Regions from separate parts of the Mus musculus genome. Here regions 1 and 3 are each linked to region 2. A link is a contact called in public HiChIP or PLAC-seq data. All regions are on one chromosome and are shown on one strand. The core of a region is the stretch at or near the end of the contact, and the rest is flanking DNA. Distances in the headings are between cores, read along the strand shown.

The links. HiChIP or PLAC-seq counts read pairs in DNA pulled down with a chosen protein or histone mark.
Region 1: a contact with region 2 is called in an H3K4me3 HiChIP or PLAC-seq map of the 230-238 cell line, with 14 read pairs. The contact joins two enhancer-like sites. A contact is called at or near these places in 1 of 15 datasets of contacts at CTCF or cohesin (the NIH/3T3 cell line), 1 of 484 Hi-C or Micro-C datasets (bone marrow-derived macrophages), 12 of 115 datasets of contacts at active chromatin or transcription factors (the 230-238 cell line, bone marrow-derived macrophages, effector CD8 T cells and 7 more) and 1 of 9 other capture datasets (adipose tissue).
Region 3: an H3K27ac HiChIP or PLAC-seq map of microglia shows a contact between it and region 2, with 31 times the contacts expected there. The contact joins the promoter of Cmss1 here to the enhancer-like site in region 2. A contact is called at or near these places in 12 of 39 promoter capture datasets (the C10 cell line, the HPC-7 cell line, cranial neural crest and 8 more), 1 of 15 datasets of contacts at CTCF or cohesin (the NIH/3T3 cell line), 5 of 484 Hi-C or Micro-C datasets (B cells, the G1E-ER4 cell line, LSK cells and 2 more), 24 of 115 datasets of contacts at active chromatin or transcription factors (the 230-238 cell line, the NIH/3T3 cell line, the SCID.adh cell line and 17 more) and 3 of 9 other capture datasets (adipose tissue, liver and pancreatic islet).

What each region holds. Positions count from the first base shown.
Region 1 is chr16:57,552,882-57,557,713 of GRCm38.p6, forward strand. All of the region lies in intron 1 of Cmss1 (cms small ribosomal subunit 1), which reads right to left. The region is part of intron 4 of Filip1l (filamin A interacting protein 1-like); the gene reads left to right. Among named protein-coding and RNA genes, the nearest start is that of Cmss1, 52 kb to the right of the region's middle. Within about 2 kb of position 2,985, at least 37 of the 459 cell types and tissues checked have an H3K27ac peak or open chromatin away from gene starts, as enhancers often do. A contact at or near this core is called in the 230-238 cell line, where this site is marked.
Region 2 is chr16:57,213,125-57,217,919 of GRCm38.p6, forward strand. Tbc1d23 (TBC1 domain family, member 23) reads right to left here. Exons shown (of 19, transcript NM_001358433.1): 3 at 1,040-1,145. Among named protein-coding and RNA genes, the nearest start is that of Tbc1d23, 16 kb to the right of the region's middle. Within about 2 kb of position 3,042, at least 84 of the 459 cell types and tissues checked have an H3K27ac peak or open chromatin away from gene starts, as enhancers often do. A contact at or near this core is called in the 230-238 cell line, B cells, the HPC-7 cell line and 6 more, where this site is marked.
Region 3 is chr16:57,604,619-57,608,994 of GRCm38.p6, forward strand. It overlaps Cmss1 (cms small ribosomal subunit 1), which reads right to left and starts at 2,249. Exons shown (of 10, transcript NM_025599.3): 1 at 2,048-2,249. The coding sequence starts at 2,108.

The DNA of each region.
Region 1 (4,832 bases), core at 1,735-4,234, 340 kb after region 2:
CACCAGCGATGCTGAGCAACTCCAGGGCAGAGCCAAGACTCCTCCACTGTTGGACTGTAGCCCACTACTGGTTTCTCCGTTAATTAGTGCTCAAAAGACAAGCAAACAGAGGCCTCAGAAGTAGCCTCAGCACAGTATGTGGTAATTTGGACATAAAATTCGTTAACAAGAAGGGTGGCTACGGTCTCATTAATACATAATAAGAGGACAAAGGGAAAGGAGTGAGATGAGGTTGATACAACTCAACCAGGCCATCTGGATGGCAAGGCCCACCCTTTATTTGAAGGCGAGAGGTGCTGTGGACAGAGTATGTGCTGACATCATACTGAGCTAACTGGACAAGTAACTTGCTAGTATCAAACAACAGTCTGTAATCCACCAACCTCCTTAGCTGTCAACAAGCCCTCTTTCAGAAACCAGAGACTTAATACCTTTAAAACACTCTCCCCATAAAATGTAGCAAAGTCACCTTGGAAGGCCATTTATGACTGGTGATACCTGGCTTTCTTTACCCTGACACCACACACTGAGACATATCATACATTAACTGGTTTATTGTCTATATCTGGGATTATAAAGTACTTCAGTATCAGTTTTACAACCAGCTTTCTCCCTAGCATCTAGGGAAGCAGCTAGCTATTGTTACTAGGTGTGTCACTAGGACAAGAAGGATATTGTATACAAGTATGAATAAATGATCCTCCAACCCAGAAGCTCTTGACTTTGGAAGAAGGTATACTCTGCCAATGATGGCTGAGGAGGGGCCCTTCTACATTTTGATCACAAGTCCCAAACACATCTCTGCCACTATCTGAATTAAGTACAGAATTGACTTAGGAATAAAAAGGCCGGAAAACAAACCAGAGTCAATGGAGTCAGGGCATGAAACTGCTTTAAACTTCCAGATATATTGTATACACAGACTACAGTCAACAGCTTCCTAGCTCTTGGCCCATCTCTCTATTGCCTTTAACTCCTTCCCCCAAATAATGAGATTGAAAGTGGTGAAAGAGCACCAGGTGAATTGCCGTAGGGCATGAAAGAACACAGCATAGTATAGTGGTTTCTCCCTAATGAAGAAGGATTCCTCTGAATCTCTGATCTCTGTGCCTTGGCTGTGGGCTTGGAAGGTACAAGCATGTGGTCAAATAACTAACACTCCATGTAACTGGGAAGGAGCAGACTGTTTTCCTGTGGACTTTGATTCCAGACTTTCTGTGTGTACTTCCTATATCTAAATTTCCATGAGAGGTATTTTTTCCTAATTCCACAGTTAGGCAACTTCACTGCCTACTATGAATCCAGTGTAGGTCTTTCTTATATCTTGTTTCAGAAACGGCAAGCAAACCTTGCTAAGAATAAGATGGGCTGGTGGGACAGAAAGCAAGGTCACCACACACCACACCTTGTCACTAACCTCTTGGCACTAGCCTTAACCTCTTAGCCTAACTTTTGAACTGATGATGAAGAACAGGCTCAACAGTGCCTGTGGCTCCAGTTGTCCTTGGTCCCATCTCTGCCTCTCAATGAGTTAAGTGAAAAACTGTAGATTACAGAGATTAGCTCTTTATAAAAATTAAACAACACAGGAATTAAAGACACACACACACACATACACACACACACACACACACACACACACCCAGAGCCCCCCAAAACCAGAGCCTGATGTGACTGGGTGCATGCTTTTGATCCCAGTACTGGAGAGGTAGAGGAAGGAAAGTCAAGAATTCACAGCCATCCTTGGTTAAAGAACCGGTTCAGCCAACCTAGACAGACTCTTAGCTCAGCTGCCTCCTTCCCACCCCCAAATTAAATAACAGAATATAGTTAATTGCTGAGCTTGCTTGTTAGTGATGCTACTGGTTACAGACAGATAGTATTGTCTCATTGGAGAAACTAAAGAGTTTTAGGAATAATAGGCTCTGCCATTCATTCACTGGGCCAGCCTCTTGTACCCTTGTTTCCCCAAACCTCATAAAGGAAATAATGTCATTCCCCAAGTATCCCCAAGTATCTCAGTATTTGGGCAAAGACTGAATCGTGGGCAATAGTCCTTTTAGGAATTCTGATCAAGTAGAGAATTTATTTAAAAATTGATCTGTCAATACAAACAGATTAATGCAGTTCGGCCTAACATACGGACATTAGCCCTGCAAGAGCTCCAAATCACCAATGGAGCAGCCTCAGGGAGAAGGGACGTCTTTTGAGATAGGCTGCTCCTACAAAAGCGGAACAGCCTGATTTATGCGGTCTCATAGCCCACTAGTCTGGGAACAAAAGTTTAAAGGTGATTTTTTTTCCCTCTCTGACATTTTTAAAAATGCAAATCAAAACAAAAACAGTCTCTTGAGCAGATCATAAGAGGAATGTACAATATTCATTGCATTTGGACTGACTGTCTGCAACTGTTAAACTTGAAGAAAGGAACAGCTAGGCTAAGGAGCACATGGGAAATGTCCTGTTTTTTTTTTTTGTTTGTTTTGTTTTGTTTTTTTGTTTTTTTTCTGAACCCAAAGGAATGCAGAGATGCTGTCTAAGTCGCTTAGCCTAGCCTTAGCTTGTGAGTCTGCTAATTGGGAACAACAAAAGAGGTGAATCACTCTGGAATTTGTGGGAAATGAATCCACTTTGGCTACAGGGAAAATTACCATTTAAAAATAGCATCTCTTCATTCAGTGTTAACATAAACATTCTATCCATCATGTATGAAATGGTATAGGTAGGAGGCATTATATAAAAATAAAAAACATTTATAAGATATAAAACTTGTATATATAAACATACACGCATGTTTATACAACAGTATGGGGAACTATCAAATAAAGGCCACAACTTTGTCAAGGGATTTGTGGTTCCAGTCACCTCTTTCCACATTATACTCTGCAGGAGTCTCCTTACAGTCTCACTGAGCACGTTAGGTAGAGCATAGATACAAGGAATCTAAGACAAAGGTCAGGCTTCCTGGCCAAGTCCTACCTGACCTCATCTGCCTTTGCCTCCCAGGGTTCCTCTCCTCACAGCAAAGAAGTGACACGCATGAGAGCACTGTTTCCTGTGTTCTCCGAGTTTTAGCCCACTCATTCAAGGAGGGTTATTATAGTCCAAGAAAATGTTTTTTCTTGGGTATATAGAGTCCAAACCTAGTGAAGGGTATAGAAGTATATCAATCCTTTAAGAGCAAACAATATAAAACAAATTAAAAAGCAGTACAAGACAATATTGAATAGATGTCATAGAACTAAGGGCTGTGAAGACTGTAGAATGGAGGTAGGCCAGAGCTAGACAACTCAAAGCACTGCTCACAAAAAGGGAAATGTCACTGGGCTTCTGAACACTGTAGAGAGGTTGGGTTTATTTCATAAAAGTCTACTAGGCAAAGAGCCTAAAGTAAAATTTAAAACAAAAGTTTAAAATAGGGTCAAGACACACACAGTGATTATTGAACCCACTACTTAGCCCTCACAGCAACCTGGACTTCCATGGAAAGGAAGACAACTTAAAGATTTCAGTGTCTAAGGTGAAGGGATCATGTGTGCTGCGGAAGCAGTTGGCATAGTTCCATCCCTAGAGCAGATGTTCAGTAAATGCTGCCTATGACTAAGTTGTGCCTGTCTTTCTACAAGGCTTCTTACTTGACTAGGCTTACTATTATCTTCTACCGGACTGAGATAGAGGGGTTGCCTCAGGACCCAGGAAATGCTTTGTAGGATGCAGCCAAGAGGAGGGTCAGGTTCTCTGACACCCAGCAATCAACCAGAGAAAATCTGTTTCTGACCTAATCTCAGCCACTGAGAGAGAAGTTATCCTTGGTCCCAATTCCCCTGCTGGAAGGCAATGAAAACCCATGAAAAATCCACTGCTCTCCTAAAGGTGTCAAAGGTGCCTCATCGCTTGAAGTAAGACCCAAGTTACTGAGCTATTAATGTATAGAAGAGAGCAAGTAACACAAAAGGCTTAAAAACTATCCTGGAACCTGTTTAATCTTGAAATTTCACCGAGCCTCAGCGTCAGAGGCACACAAATGAAGTTTCAAGTATTTTCAATTTAGCATGACATTTTAAGTGTTAGAACACTAAGGTTTACTTCTTTGCTTTTAACTACAGCTGTAACTTTTACCACAACAAATGCTTCCTATAGAAAGGAGCAAAAATCTGAATGTCATGAAATTCCAAATAAGGTTCTCAATATAGTTACAACCCACTAAGGCTTGCTAAGCCATGTGATCTCTTGATATATTAACTTGTAAACAACATTAAACAGGAAAGGAAGAAAAACTCAAAAGGTTGCTGGAGGCTTTTGTTTTATGGAAAGGAGGTCTGAGGATTGTTCAAGGCTTTCCAGATCTTAGTCACAAAACTACTGCCTTCTTCCTGCATCTGTGAGGTGGGCGGCAGGTGAAAGAAGGGCCAACAGTTTGTTTTGAGAGCATTCTGGTCCACATTCCCTGCCTATTGAAATGGGACTTGTTAAAATTGGTTTTCAACTGTTTACAAAGTTTAGTTTTGCTTCCCCCACACCTAGTAGCTTTTTAACTAATGAAAACATGAATAGTTTGCCTGCTCTTAAAATTCACAATAAATGTAAACTATAGTTTTATGGATGGGTATTCATATAGCAAATGTAAAATACACTTGGAGGTTTCTCTTTAATTATGCCATACATAGACCATGCCTTACAGAGAGAAACATAACTACAGTGACTAACATTTTACTAGCACACAGAGTCCCAAGACACGTCAGGTATCGCCGAGTTGTGGTCATGTGTGTTGGAAAACTGTTGCTGAATACTGACATCTTGATGGAAGTGCCTAGAGTATAGCAAGATTCATG
Region 2 (4,795 bases), core at 1,792-4,291:
TATGTATGCTAAACACAGGAGTGGCCAGTGTGAAGCAGGGCAGGAGGGAGTGACAGGCATAGCTCAAGCTGCTGGAAAGCCAAAGGATGCTTCCGAAGGAGACTGCCAATTGCTCCACCATGTGCAGCTTTGGCAAGCAGAAGGGTAATTCATTCTCTACCATTAAATCCAGTATTTTATTCCTTCCCTTTGTTCATTTTAAATCTTAGTTTTTATCTTATAATAATGCTAATCATACATCCACATGCAAAACTAACTCTGACTTTTCATACTGATAGCTCTCATACAGAATAAACAGATAAACTACAAACTAAATATGAATACAACTATATCATCATTATTTAGATGAAGGTGATCTCAGAAATATAGGATACATATCATGTAAAGTCTTCAAATTTCTGGTCCAAATTTCCTTTCTTTTGTCCATACTAGTAATAAAGTCTGTCAGTCTGTCTGCCTGACAGTCAATAGAGCTGGTGATAGAACTTGCATACATATATTCCAGGCAAGCGCGCCACCACTGAGCTACATTCTAGAAACTGCAGCTTCTGAACAGTCAGTGCCCAGAAGCCATTTAACCAATGCATTAGCTAACTAAGACGTAACAGAAAATCAAAGAGGCCAAGATATTATAAATGAATTAGAGAGACAGGTATAAATTGAATTAGCTTAACCTGTACCATCAATTATCACAGATTTTGTAGGGTGGTTAGAAAACTATTCATCTATGATTTGTAACAACTGAAAACAGTAGCTCATGACCTGTTATTTATAAATAAACATTCAGAACACAAGCTCTTCTAATTGAAGGCTGCAAATAATCACGTGAACCTACAATTCTGAGAAACAAGGTAAAGAGGATAACAAAACTATAAATGTGTAAGAAAAATCAATATTATAAAATAAACAGTAAAACCTGGCTCTTTCTCAAAATTATGTATCTCAAGATTTTGTTTATTAAAGGGCAGAACTATTTACAAGACATTTACAAATTTAAGATATCCCAAATTATAACATTTTTCACGGTTATCAAACTTACCGATAAACTCAAGGCAATCTTTATGAATAGTGTTCTGCTCAGGCAAGTCTAAAATACCATCCCATGATGCCAAACTATCACCTTTCCCTGCAACGTTCAGAGCAATCTGGAAGAAAAAAAGTATTAAAATATTAGAAATATTAAAAATATGCTGTTAAGGAAGGCAAGACTTTAGGAATAATAACAAAAGACTACAAGCTAAGTATCCACACATCATCAAGTGTCCCCACCACCATGTAACAAAAGGCTCCTTTATCAGACTTTCCTATTTCATGTTGATTCAGTGGGGAGAATTAATTACAAAATATTTGTGTACTTACAAACATGGCTTTATTTAAAGCCAACTTTTCTGAAATGTAAAAACTAAACATATGATACTGTCAAATAAAAATATACCTATACCATGTACAATTTTAAAAACATAAAGAATATTTAATGAACTGAGAAAATGTTATTTTGTAAATTTTTTCAAGTACGTGTAAAAGCTATTTTATGTATTCCCTTACTTACTCATTCGTTTGTTTGTTTGTTCGTTTGTTTGTTGTTTCAGACAGTGTCTCTCTGGGTAGCCCTGGCTATCACAGAGCTTACTGTGTGGAGTCGGAAGCAGTGCTTGGAGGAATCTTGCAGCTCTGACTAGCAATCGGGTTACTCCTTTACTTACTCCGTTTCCCAGAACCAAGACAGAGTAATGGTTACCCAAGCAGCACACATTATATCATTGTGACTCAGGACATGTGTTCCATTTTTCATTACTTGTGGATTACACGTGCAGCCACAATTAAAAAACACAAATACAACAGATTTTAATTTTATTATTAGCCCTATAACTCCAATTCAAAGAATCTAAAGAATGTCTCTGCCAAAGCAAACATATCCATTATATGACAGCCTGCTTTTAGACTGGCAGTATTTGAAGTTTTAAGGCACTCCAGACAAATAGAAAAATATTTAAACTAATTTTTTATCTATAGCAAATCCTAATACCTAACTTGCATTTCTATCCTTTGATCATCCAAGCTACTAAGTAGGAGAAGGTTATTTTAATCAATCGACCTTATTTCCTGAGTTCTATTGCTCTAGAGGTGTACCCTGTATGATCCCTTATCTTTAAACAACATTTGTAAAGAGTTCTAAATGTATCAGAAAAAGAGACCTTGAATCTGTTACCTGGCCAGTCAAGTTTTTCAACTACTTCTGAGTTTATCCTGTTCCAATTATACATTTGAGTTTGCTTAAGGGCAGATAACCCAAGTCATGGCCTCATTTAGAAATTCCCAGCTTTGGGTGGCTCTGTGCTTATGATCTATCTCCAGAGCATAAGGAAGAAGACTTCGAAGGGAAGGAAGAAGGAATACTAAATTTAGGAGTTTCCTAAAAAGACTCAGACAGAATTTTTTTCAGAAAAGAAAATAGAAAATGGATCATAATGCAGAAAGTCTCTAAGAATGCAACATACAGAGACTGAAACCTAAAAGTGAGAGAGGGATGACAGCCATCACAGCATTTGGCTCAGCTTTTCTGGAACTGTGTCAAGCCACTGTGCTGGCTTCATGACTTCCACTGTGGCCAGTGGATGTGACTGTGCCACCCAACCTAGAGTATTACTGTGTTTCTGTTTTAGTTTGGTTTGGTTTTGAGACAGGGTTTCTCTGTGTAGCCCTGGCTGCCTTAGAACTCGCTATGTAGACCAGGCTGGCCTCGAGCTCAGAGATTCACCTGCCTCTGCCTCCTGAGTGCTGGGATTAAAGGTGTACAATTAACAGATGCAAGGGACAACTCAACCTAGTGCAACAAGTGGTCCTTCCAGCATCTGAATTTGAGTTACCTATCAAAATACATTTATAAGACAACTGAAGACATTATTTCAATACTACAGAATTACTGTTTTTAGCTATTGGTTAGTGGGGAGAGTCACTGGATAAGACTTCATACTCCAGTAAGTAACTCTAAGGAAATACTGTGTCATCCCCCACCAAAAGGAAAAAAAGACATGAAAGTAGAAGTAGACCATCTGTAAAGAGGAACAGGATTAGCAGAAACAGGAAGTGACAAGAGAGGCTAGTGGAGGTGAACATGATCAAAATGTATAATATGGATTGTGAAACTATCACAATGAAAGCACTGTAGTGCATAATTAACATGCACTGACAAGAGGTAAGGACTGCTGTTCTGGTGTGTCTTAGAGTTACCTTGAAACTATCGGGAATTTCTTATTCATGAATGTTAGTATGCTACTAAGGATTTGCTTTAAAAGGATTCATCATGAAGGAATTAGGAGGATCAGATGAGCATACTGGTCAAACAAGACTAGTCAATCTACAAGACTAGTCAGATGCTGGTAAAGTTAAATAAAGCTGGGTTACAGATACATGACAGTTCATTCCATAAGCCTCCACACAGCATCTGTAAACTCTGCTTCAGGAGACAGACATTCTGCCTTCACAGGCATTATCAGATTAGAGGAACTATTAAAGAGAAGATGGCACAAGCAAGATCGCACTGTGAAAACAAATCGCAGTCACTTATCCATCGTGGTAGCAATGTTGAATGTCCATCTCTGAAATGTAAACACTAAGAATAATTTCATGTGTGCCACATACTATTGTACATGTTTAAATTCCTGAAATAAAGCATTTAGAATGCTATGTGCAGTAATAATTACATTCCTGTTAAGTATATATGCACAGGAGAAAAAAAGGAAAGGACAGAGCAAACCTCTCCACATTCTTACATGCTTTACCTGTTGGGAGTAACACGATTTTTATTCCATCCTTTTGTGCTTATAATTTGCACAAATATGTAACTTTTTTCTTTTTCTGAGACAGGGTCTCTCTGTGTAGCCCTGACTGTCCTGGAACTTGCTCTGTACAAAAAGCTGGCCCCAAACGCAGGTGTGCACTACCACCACCCGGCTACAAATATGTAACATTTTTAATTCAAAATTTTCTTTCTTCTTTTTTTCAGTCTCCCACGCCTATCACCCTTCATCTTCCCTACCTTCCCTTTCCCCGATTCATGACTTTTGGTTTGTTGGAGGGTCCGTTTGGTTCACTCTGGGCCATCTGTGTGAACTGCTCAGTGGAGGCTTGGTGGGGGGTCACCAGTGGGCACGTAACTGGCACTAACTCCCCCATTACTCAACTTTCCCTAAGAAATAGTTCAGTGGAGAGAGTAGGGCTCCAATTCCCCATTTCTGGCTGGCTGCTGAGCCCACTCTTAAGCAGGCTCAGTGTGACAGCATAGCGGCTGAGCATTTGTGAAAAAAATAAGTCACATATGTGAGGTGTGCCCACCTGTCATCTCAGCACCACGGGACAGAGGTTGAGGAATGAGGCTCGAAGGCTTGGCAAGATGCTGTCTCAAAAAACAAAATAAAAACCAAAACCCAAACCCCCACAAACATAAGAGAACAGCTGGGAAGCAAAACAAAGAAAAGCTGTAAGCAGCCCCCACAGGCAGATTTCCTTTAGCATGTCTAAGGTGATTCCATGTGAGTCTGCGTGTATGCTATTTTGACTTCTGCTTTTGTTTCCTCACTTGCTACCGTTTGCTAAACAATATTCATAAGGATCACAGCCATTTCTAGTGGCTATAAAATATTACCACTGTAAACATTATTATTAAGTATAGAAAACACGGCAGAGACATTTATTTTGAGACAGTCTCATTATGTCTTCCTGGCTGGCCTATAATTGACCGTATAGACCAACATGGCCTCGAACACAGAGAGACCTGCCTGTTTGTGCCTCCCAT
Region 3 (4,376 bases), core at 999-3,498, 390 kb after region 2:
AGGAAACCTTGTGGAGGGAGACACAACAGGAAATAAAGGAAACAAAGAAACATAGCCACATCCTTCCAAGCCTGTGTGAGACTGATGGGTTGTGGGGACTGACACATGGAAGTGTGGAGAAAGGCAGGTTTACAACACTATTCCTATTAACCACTGAATACTTTAGAAGCCATCCAGATGTTTGAATTCCAAAATAAATCACATATTAGGATTACATCTCAATCACTGACAAAAAGATAAAGTGTACGGTTAAAACTGCTTATTTAGTTCTGAACAAAATCAGACTGAGAGTCAACTGACACAGTTTGATAATAATGTGCACGCATCGTATACCTTTTAAAATCAATAATGGGTTTGCTTAGAGATGGGATTCTTCTCTTTGGTCACAGTAGTTATCAGGAAAAATGCAAGCGCAAGACAGACTGACTTCAGATCATCCGACTGTGAAGGAGAGCTACCTCACTCAACAGGAGAAGCCCAAGCTAATCTCTGAGATCTCAGTGCTTCTGTTTCCTCCCGTATACAACAGGGATAAAGATAACTACTTCTCTGTACACTTACAAAGATGAATAATCTAGTGCTCATAAAGCAGCAAAAACAATGCATGACAGCAATAGGTAGGCTGAGGCAGGAGAATTAAGAGTTTCAGAATTTAGATCATACTAAGAGCTCAACAAATGAAAACTGGCATTACTGTCATATCCACTGTCTCCTGGCATTTCTGAACACTCCGGTTTTCTTGTTACATGTATGGTGAGAGGGGGCATCTAAGACTCAGAAGAAGCTACTGAGTCATTTGAGAAACACTCCTCAAACGATGGGGAGACTGAGAGTTACAGATTACCTGACTTTTAGCTTCCTACTTCTGTCATCCCTAGTCTAGTCTCAACCCTGGGATCCAGACTGCCACTCGCCACTGGACTGACACTCTACTCTTCTGTTCCCCTTAAATCACAAAACCCATGCTGTAACTTTCAGTTTCACACTGAGAAATGGTCTAAACGTGTTAACTCTGTTTGCTATCATGTGAGATGGTACTGAGATCAAAATAAATGGAAATATGACATTGACCCTACCATCTAAAACTAGAGACAGGTGGACCTTGGATCCTTGGAGGGTGACTTGAGACAGTAACAATAGAAGTAGCTATCGCATGGTTAAGTCTTATGGGGCATGAAATGTTCAAGGCCACTGGAGTGGGGGGGTTACTTAATGCTACTTTACTTGAAAATAAAATGCCTACTGCACACAGAATGGGTACACATAGTACACCATAATAGAAACTGTTGGAGCCGAGCAGTGGTGGTTCACACCTTTAATCTCGGCACTTGGGAGACAGAAGCAGGCGGATTTCTGAGTTCGAGGCCAGCCTGGTCTACAGAATGAGTTCCAGGACAGCCAGGGCTACACAGAGAAACCCTGTCTAAAAAAAAAAAAAAAAGAAAGAAAGAAAAGAAAAGAAAAGAAAAGAAAAGAAAAGAAAAGAAAAGAAAAGAATTTGCTGTAAAGCAGAAGAGTTAAGCCCCTTGCTGGCTCGAACTACACATGATAAAGAACACGCTACTTTAATATTTTGTACATATACTACACGCCAAAAATTGTGTTGTGCTATACAACTTTAAATTACCTTCACTACATCTTCACAATTTTTTGGAGAGAATTACTCCTTTCACACGTGAGGAAAAAGGAGAATGTGTCGGAGTATCAGAGTCTGTGATTTGAATTCCCAATCTGAACCTAGTTCAGGGATTACTGGTAACCACTATGACAAACTGTACAGAAACGGTCTATCTAGTCTCAAGAAAATAGTAAAAAGTCTAGAAAACCAGAGCGCAGGAAGTAGCCCTCTCAGACTGGCAGGCGGCGACGGGGTCCCTCTCGTTCCACGTGTGACACGGTGTTGTCCCTCCCCAGTTCCCGCGCCGTCCCATGTTCCCACGGCTCCGCGCTCCACCTCCGGGCAGACCGCCACGACTGCCACACGCGGGTAAGGCAGCTGAGGCGAGGACCAGGGCAGGAGGAACGAGGGAGGCGGGCGAGAGCTTACCTGGGCTGCTGGCGGCTGCCGGCTGGTTCTCCCACCACTCGTCTCCCAGATCGTCTGCCATCCCCGTGAGACCCGGACGCGAACTGACAACCAGATGAAAGCAAGGCGGCCGCTCGCGCTCCTGGGCTCAGCTTCACTGGCGGCGTTAGCAACGCTACACGCGGAAAAACCAAGGAACTCCGTCGCCCGCGCCACTGGAGATGACGTCACAGACGCCACGCCCCCCCAGCTGCGGCAGCCAGGGGTGTCGCCGTTTCCACACAGGCTCAGACGTTCAAGATCGGCCTAGAAACTCCAAATAAATGCTCTGTTGAGCCTAGAAATACAAGAAAAGAGTTACCATCGGTTTGGGTTATTTTTTTTTAATATTTAAGTATTTTGTTTTGGTTTATGGCCGAAAAGCCGATGTCGAAAGTGCAAGAACGGATGCTAAGACGATTTTTCTCTGTTGGATTTCAAAGAGCTTGCACCGCGGGAGGAGACCCGAGCACGTGGATGTGTTTTCACTTGGTTGTCAGGGTTCTGGCGTTCCAGCGCCTGTGCAGTTTGTCCTTAGAAACGCACCTGAGAGTTGCTGACGATGAATGTCGGAACTTGGTTGTACATGTGAACGTTGCTGCTCTTTTTCTACAACTTAAGAGGGACGAATATCCTGAAGACCTGAAACATACCACTTCTCTATTTAAAATACTTAATCAGGTTTTGATATTCTCTTTAGAGGACTTGGATTGTGATCTGTCCCATTCAGTACCATGGCCCTTGGAACATGAATAGAACTTGGGGCCTGGTGTGGTGGCGCACGCCTTTAATCCCAGCAATCTGGGAAGCAGAGGCAAGCAGATTCCTTGAGTTGAAGGCCAGCCTGGTCTACAGGGGAGTTCCAGGACACCCAAGACTCTGCAGAGACATCCTGTGGAGGAGGAGGAGAATTGTTTTATTCAACAGTACATTTGTTTCTGTCATCTCCATTAGCCATCTGCCTGACAACAGGTATTAAGAGGTCAGGAAGGCCACAGGCCAAATGCAGCGATTGAGTTGTTTGTACCGGTGCTCATAAGTTACTTTTATAGTAGAACGCTTTGGACAACATAAACTAACCAGAAAGAAAGAGTGGCTTTAATATGGTGCGTCTATACATTCATACTTCGTGTATTTGCTAATTCACCCTTTATAGAAAAAAATACAAGCTCTATTGAATAAACAATATAAATTGTATCTTCCCTTTAACTGTTTTGTTACCAGTAAATAGATATCTGGGTTTATAAGTTAGCCTACCCTAACCCCACCTCCAACTCCAACACCCATATCTGGTACTGTAGAATCCAAAATAAGTTCAAGACCACCCAGCCTCTTCCCCTCTGAAGGGACTTTCAGAAACATAGCAGTCAAAATGACTGAGTCTACAGCTGCCAAAACAAAATGAGCTGTTCTTAGAAAAATAACCATAACAAGATAGCAATTTCCAGAGAAATCCCCCTACCCTGCCCCACACTGAATTCTGAGAAAGACTACAAACCACCCTGACCTTTCTAAAATTCCCTGTGACATTAAGAGCTGTGATGTTAATAGCTGACCTATAAGATCAAAATGTAGTGCTGCTTTGCTGATAATAACCCACCATAAGGGCAGGCAAAGTGAGTCACTAGGCCAAAGGGTTACATAGTCACCCTATACAAACCAACTAATGCGTGAAAGGGTTACTTGCTACACCAATGAGAATAAGCCAGATAGCCCTGTTACCTAAATCTGCCCCTTACAAGGCATAAAAAGTATGTTTTTTGTTTATTCTGGGTCTCTCCTCTTGCCTGGGTGCTGAGGAGGGTCCCCAACATGTTGGAATAATAAAAAACCTCTTGCGGTTTTCAGCAATGGAGGTCTCTGTAGTCTTTGTGAGTGAGGGTCTTTTGACAGACTCCAACAGTACCTGATCACCTCATGAACACAGGGAAGCTAAGGCTGAAACAACTACTGGAGCTTTGCCTGAGCCCCTTTTCCTGTATAGCATATGAATAAGTACTGTTAGAGTTTGGGTATGAATGGGTCATTTCTCAGGAGTTTGAACTGGACAACCTTCATAGAAGACAAGTCACTTAAACTTTAGCTTGTCAATGTTTATCAGTCGGCAGTATGAGTGTAATTTTAAAAAATCTGTTCCTTAGTGAAAAAGTTTCAGGTAAGCTTTTAACCTTACTGGGCTTGCGGGGGGGGGGGTCTATAACACAAAGTAAATAAATTAGATGACCCCTCAGAGCTCTCCCAGTTCTGTTCCTAAATCTAAAGTGCCATACAAAGAAGTCTGAACAGTACTATTATAGTTGAAGGGTATGAT